Regions from separate parts of the Anas platyrhynchos genome. Here region 1 is linked to region 2. A link is a contact called in public Hi-C data. All regions are on one chromosome and are shown on one strand. Each heading gives the region's core, a stretch centred on a gene start, on an enhancer-like site or on the middle of the called end of the contact. The rest is flanking DNA. Distances are from core to core; before and after follow the strand shown. Region 1 overlaps SEMA6D (semaphorin 6D). Region 2 has its middle 21 kb from the start of SEMA6D.

Region 1 (3,179 bases), core at 610-3,109, 57 kb after region 2:
CTGATTATACAACTTAAGGCTAGTAATACATTATATTGCTTCTATTTTTTCATTCACGCTGGCAAATCAGATTAAATGTGTGAGTACATCTTTGGTTGATGATAGATGGTAATGAAGTTCTAGGCTGCAGCAAGCCATGGATCCCTGTCCTTCCTAACATATTGAATACCTATATACCACCCAAGCTTTTCCCTGAAGTAAGGTTTGGGAAGACTTGAATTCCCAAGAGGATCTGAAGAGACTTTTAATTTAACTCTGATTGCTCTAACAAACACAATGCGCCCACATTTTCACAAAAATGTAGTGAGGCAAGAAAATCTATACTAAAATGAAACTTAATCCCACATTTAGAAAATCTGCAAATTATTTGAAATCTGTTACTGGTCACTTTTGATTTTATTAAAAAATGCTGACATGAAAAAAATAGCAAATCACAGTATTGCTTCATAATTTGGAAATATAACATTACAGGTAATCGAATGTAACTGTCCAGCATTTCAGGGAAGTGTTTTGCATACAATGATATATATAGCAAGAAAGAAAACCCTATAGCCCACTTAGAAGGGTTAAAGGTTAGGAAGTGGGAATATAAACTATGCTATGCAATCTAATTCTTGACATAATTGCATTTGGTTTTGTGCAAAAGCCACATGCAATCATGTGTTCCAAATGTAGTGTTTACTTTATAGAAATCTTTCTGTACCTATATTAGAAACCGAGAAAGAAACTATGTAAAAGTTCAATCATTCAGCACGTTTAACCATTTACGAGTTGTTTATTAATATTTTATTAACTATTGCTTGAATGAACAGGAAAAAATGTTGCTTACCATTTCAGAGAAAGTAAATGATCTTTAGTTTAATGATTTAACATGCAAGCTTTATGAAATTATCAGAAGTGTTGGTTGCTTTGGTATACTTACATTCCTCTAACAGGATAGATGGAAGAGTAACTGTGTTGGGTCTGTCTGAGCTGGAGTCACCTTTTCCCTGCAGTAGCCCACACAGTGCTGTGCTCTGCACTCGTGGCTGGAACAGAACTGATATCACTCCAGTGTTGTGTCTATTGCTGTGTAGTGCTGGCACAGCATCAGGACTCCCTCCAAGCCCCCAGGAGCCAGCAGGCTGGGGGTGGGCAAGTGATGGGGAGGGGACACTGCCAGGGCAGCTGACCTAAACCAACCAAAGGGATATTCCATAACACCTGATGTCACACTCAACAATAAAAAGGGGGGCTCTCGTGGGGTAGGGGGCTGTTCCTCCTGAACAACCACTACGTGTTTTGAGGCCCTACTTTCCAGGACGTGGCTGAACATCGCTCGTTGATGGGAAGTAGAGAATAATTTTTTTCCTTCTCTCTGTGCTTCCACGCGGACTGATTGTTTCTTTTGTTTCTTTTTTTCCTCCCCATTCCCTTTCCCTTTAATTAAACCTTTCTCATCTCAAACCTCGAGTTCTCTGTGTTGTATTTTCTCTCCCTTCCTCTTTGAGGAGAGGGGGAGTGAGAGAGCGGTTGTGGTGGAGCTCGGCTGCCCACCTGAGTAAAACCACCACAGTAACATATAATACATTGTGTTCTCTTGCATGAAGAATGCAATTCCTTTTTGGTCTGTCTGGCTTTTTTCTTCTACAGACTTCATTTTCTACCTTTACTCTTTCTTGCCAGATAGCATTCTTTGCTTGTGGTAGAAATGCACCCAGCAATTGAATCACCTCCTTTCTGAAAGTGGACAACCTTGTGATGCACTTTTTAAAAGTACAAGTCGCGTTTACAGCAGCTGGACTGCAACAGATTTTGAAAGATTGTGAAAAAATATTGGTATGTCTGCCAGCAGGAAGTGTTTTTATGGATGCAAAGGCTGTACAGAAACCAGAGCTCACATTCATGCTCTCCAAGTATGATAACACCCCGTATATAATACAATACACATTATAATCTCTCCCAAATTTCTGTTTTACTCTGCAAGGTATATACTTTCAGGAACCATTTAATAATAATAATAATAACTAAAACAAAAAATAGTTGTTATTTTGTCTGTGATTGTTTTAACATATCAGGTTAGTGTAGCAGATCATGCTGTTTGCACATGTACACTCTAATTCTCAGTAAAAGGGGGCGAAACTGAATTCCATTACTGAAACATATCTAATGATCTGTGTGACTAAAACACTAAAATTGGAGTGTAATCTGAGAGATACAAAGTTAATAGAAAAATAATATCGGTATATTTAACATTAAGAACATTTGAATGTATAGGCAGCTGGGAATATAGCAGAAAAACGTGTTAGCTAGGAAGGTCCAAAGGTACACTTTTGGCAGATTGATCAGATACCAAAACCACTAAAGGAGAGTCAATCATACCCTTTGCACATAACTGAGGAAAAAAAGTTAGGGTTTTAGGTGTTAATTGGTTTGGGAGAAAAATGCAGATCATTTTCTATTAAAAAGCCAGTTTGCCCTAAATCAGGTGATTCTATTTTTTACCTGAAATTTGTAGTGTGCTTAAATAAGACAAACACAACAAATATGTTGTTAAAGGGGACTTCACTGGAGGAAAATATGATTGGAAGAAAAAAAATATTGTAGAAGTGTCAATGAAAATGCATTATTGAATGAGGGTACTGCCATTGAATTTCTGTAGGATAAAAGGGGAAGCTTCTATCTTTTCTGTAAAGGTCCAGATGTGTGTATGAAATATCTACCACTAGAACTCATGGATGAGCCAAACACTTGCAGAACACTAAAAATGAAGTCAGGATGATGACATAGAATGAATAGTCTGAAGAGCTGCCTTAAAGAAGTGCTTTAAGACCTGCAGATGCAAAGTCACTATGAGGGTAACTGAGCACTGGCACAGGTTGCCCAGAGAGGTTGTGGAGTCTTCATCCTTCAAGACAGTCAAAAGACATGGTCCTGGGCAGCCTGCTTGGGGTGGCCCTGCTTAAGCAGGGGCCTGGACCAGGTGGCCTCCAGAGGTGCCTTCTAACCTCAAACATTCCGTGATTCAGTGATATCTGAGACACTGAAATGGCTATGGTACCTAAAATGTTCAAGAGAGTATGACCATTGATTTCCTGAAAGCAAGAAGTACAAGTAATGAGGGAGTAGGCAGTAAATTAAAGACCTAAGAATTCTTCTGTCCCTACTTCACAGTATGGAGATACTAAACTTTTCTGCTT
Region 2 (2,967 bases), core at 7-2,506:
TGGCTTGCACAGGTACCCCAGAATTGATGCTCTAAATCCGTATTGTGGCCCTGGAGTCATGTCAGCAGAGTTCAGTGCCCAGCCTGTGACAAGCTTTTCTCCCTCCACCACAGCACAGCACAGGGTCTGTTGGTCCCAAGGGGGAGTGCGTCTTTGCTTTCAGTAATGCTGCTTAGAAGCAAGGAGACTCTTTTCAAGATTATCCGAATCTCTCAGCACTTTGTGCTTTAGCACTCCCTGGTTCTGCACACAGTGCCAAAGTCATGTGTTTCTGCCACAGCCTCTTTATGGGCCATCACAGAAATGTGCTTGGGTTGACTTAGGGATCCTGAGGATGTTATATATAATTGTGCAACAGAGCTTCTGAGGTAAAAAGCAGACAATGTGTTGCATGTCTGACATATCTGGACAGTCTAGGCCTGCTCTGTACCAGAGAAGACCAACTATATGATAAAGAGGTGTGTTTAGGGCAGAAAACTCACACCAACAGGACACCTGCCTACATACTGGAGAGGATGGCAAGGCACAGTGGCCAGGCTCATGACAGCTGTTATCCTTGTCTCACAGAAAAGGACACCATTTCCTGTCTGCCTGGAAGCAATGAAAAGGTCTCCCCCATCCCTCGGCACACACAAGCACACATGCTCCATTTGAAATCGGGGAACAGCTACCTCAGTAAAGACGAGGCATGTAGGCATTGACAGTTCCATCAGAAACCTTTCAGAAACACCTCGTTATTATCCACAGTCATTGCCACTTAGTCTGGATGCAGAGCTGCCAAAGGATTTGGAGGAGCTCTGTCAGCATCCTGCAAGTGTTGTCTCAGGATTTCAGTGCTATCAGTTTTGATTAAAGCAGCATCTTCTGCATTTGTTTCCCTAAATGCTTTACTACCTAAAGTAACAAACACAGATAGGTGTTCTTGGCTGTCTTGTCAAGAACAAAAAAATAAAATTAATAAAAATCTGTGAAATAGAAGTCCACTTTTTAAATAGAGAGACTGCAAAATAGCTCTACTTCCCAAGTATTATTTAATGGTAATGAAGAGAGCATAAGATGAGCTATATTGGAAAAGCAATAAAGGCCAAGTTGATGTACATGACGTCTAATTTCTACATCAATTGATTCACCATTGATGTAGTAGTGTATTTATACACCCTGCCCCCCAAAATGAGGCATTAGGTATGGCAAAGTGCTCCTCCTTGATGAACACCAGTGTGCTTATAGCCTGTGCTCTTTTTTGATTAGCTTGCTAATAGGATAGTCTAAACAGCACTTTTTCCCCGCTAATCTCGAAATAGTGATAAACAATTAGGGTCAGCTGCATACCTAGCCAAAAAGCCTGCAAGCACATGACAGTAGCTTTGTGGGGAAGCTATGATAAATCCTATGTGCTGTGAGGGGAACACATCTCAATTTGTGCGCATTTCAAGTAGGGTCCTCAGAAGCCCTTGCTCTTGGCCTTGCCCTCACTGAAGTTGCTGGAGGTTCTTAGGCCACCACTAAAAACAACTGCAAAATGACTTTCATCTAACCTCTGTAAGCCCCAGAGAGTGGGCTACATAGCTGAAGGGTTTTTGGTCCTGGGTCACTGGTGAAAATCTGATGCAGGTCCTTTACAGATGACCGGTCTTTTGCATGTAATGACTTTCAAGCAGATTTTGGTCTTCTTCTGGTATCTAATGGATATGAAAATTTGACAGGAAATCCTGCTAAGTGCTACCAGACAGGTCCTTTTCTTGGCAACTGCAACAAAGAAGCAGAGGTTGAAAAGGAGCATGTAAGCATGAAGCTGAAATCTCTCTCTCACTGCTGGGTTATCAGGAAGGTGAAGCTCAGGCATATTACTGGGCAGCAGGAGGGCAGCCTGGCTTCCTGACGAATCTGTTTTGCAAATAAATAGCGACATCTGCTTACTCAGACTGTCCTGCTGATATTCCTCACATGTACCAGGGTCATTTGCTTTCTATGTGTAAGAAACATGATTTTTTTTTTCCCCTTGCATATTCCCACTTCTGTCACCACAGGACTCAATGTAATTTTTCTGTAAGCCAAAGTAGTGTGCCCATGGCAAAGGCAGGTGCAGTTCAGGCTTAAATTGGGCAGCATGTCCAATGAGGGGACTGTGACTGCATTGTGTGGCAGAGAGCTGAACAGAATGCCAGCTGTGCAGCAGGAGGGGTGCCAGAAACTCCTCTCAGCTCAGTGCAGCATGGCCTGTCTACTCCTGAAATCTGAACAAGGGTTATAGCAAACATGGTGGCTTGTGCTACGTGGACCACAAAGTATTTAAAAATACCAGCTTTTGCTTTGTCATCATTAATTTCAAAATCTATGTTTCAAGTAGGCTACCAAATCAAGTTTGTTTCAAAATCTCCTACCATGGCTTTCTAAATCAGCCTGTGAAATAGCTGATTAGATGGTATTATACCAGATCACGTTCCCTTCACATGATAGTAAATTTTAGAAACTCTTGGCTAATCAAAAACTTGAGGCTGCAGTAATGAGAGCTTCATTAGAAAGTCACAGGTAGATTTTAGCACTGCCTACGTTGTTCCACATCTGGCATTCACTGAGAAATTATAGGCCGTTGTGTTTAGATGTGTAGATGCTGTGCTATGTTTGATAGCTTACTGAGGATTTTTTATTTTCTTTCCAGTTCAGGAGAGCAAATAGCTTACATTGGCTTGTTCTGTCAAATTCAAGCTGACACAGTCACTCCATAAGGAACATCTGTCTTTCCAATATATTTATGACCAAATGTTTCAGGTACCAAAACCAGAAAAAGTAAAATAATTCACTTAATGACAACACAATCGGGAGGTGTTCCAGCTCTGTGCAGGCAAAGGTTACTGTAGATTATGTATGGGCATGCACAGCTAGCAGTGCTGCTATTCTAACAAAAGGGTAAGAAAGGGCCTTTAAACAGCATGGAATACTTGGATAACATAAGGAGCTGGGGAAAAA

What was found. A called contact is a pair of places that touch in the nucleus more often than the background predicts.
Region 1: a contact with region 2 is called in a Hi-C map of small yellow follicle, with 2.6 times the contacts expected there. The contact joins two enhancer-like sites. A contact is called at or near these places in 2 of 8 Hi-C or Micro-C datasets (F5 follicle and small yellow follicle).

Annotation. Positions count from the first base shown.
Region 1 is chr11:4,126,127-4,129,305 of IASCAAS_PekinDuck_T2T, forward strand. All of the region lies in intron 1 of SEMA6D (semaphorin 6D), which reads left to right. Among named protein-coding and RNA genes, the nearest start is that of SEMA6D, 35 kb to the left of the region's middle. Within about 2 kb of position 1,860, at least 3 of the 8 cell types and tissues checked have an H3K27ac peak or open chromatin away from gene starts, as enhancers often do. A contact at or near this core is called in small yellow follicle, where this site is marked.
Region 2 is chr11:4,070,020-4,072,986 of IASCAAS_PekinDuck_T2T, forward strand. No RefSeq gene overlaps it. Among named protein-coding and RNA genes, the nearest start is that of SEMA6D, 21 kb to the right of the region's middle. Within about 2 kb of position 1,257, at least 1 of the 8 cell types and tissues checked has an H3K27ac peak or open chromatin away from gene starts, as enhancers often do. A contact at or near this core is called in small yellow follicle, where this site is marked.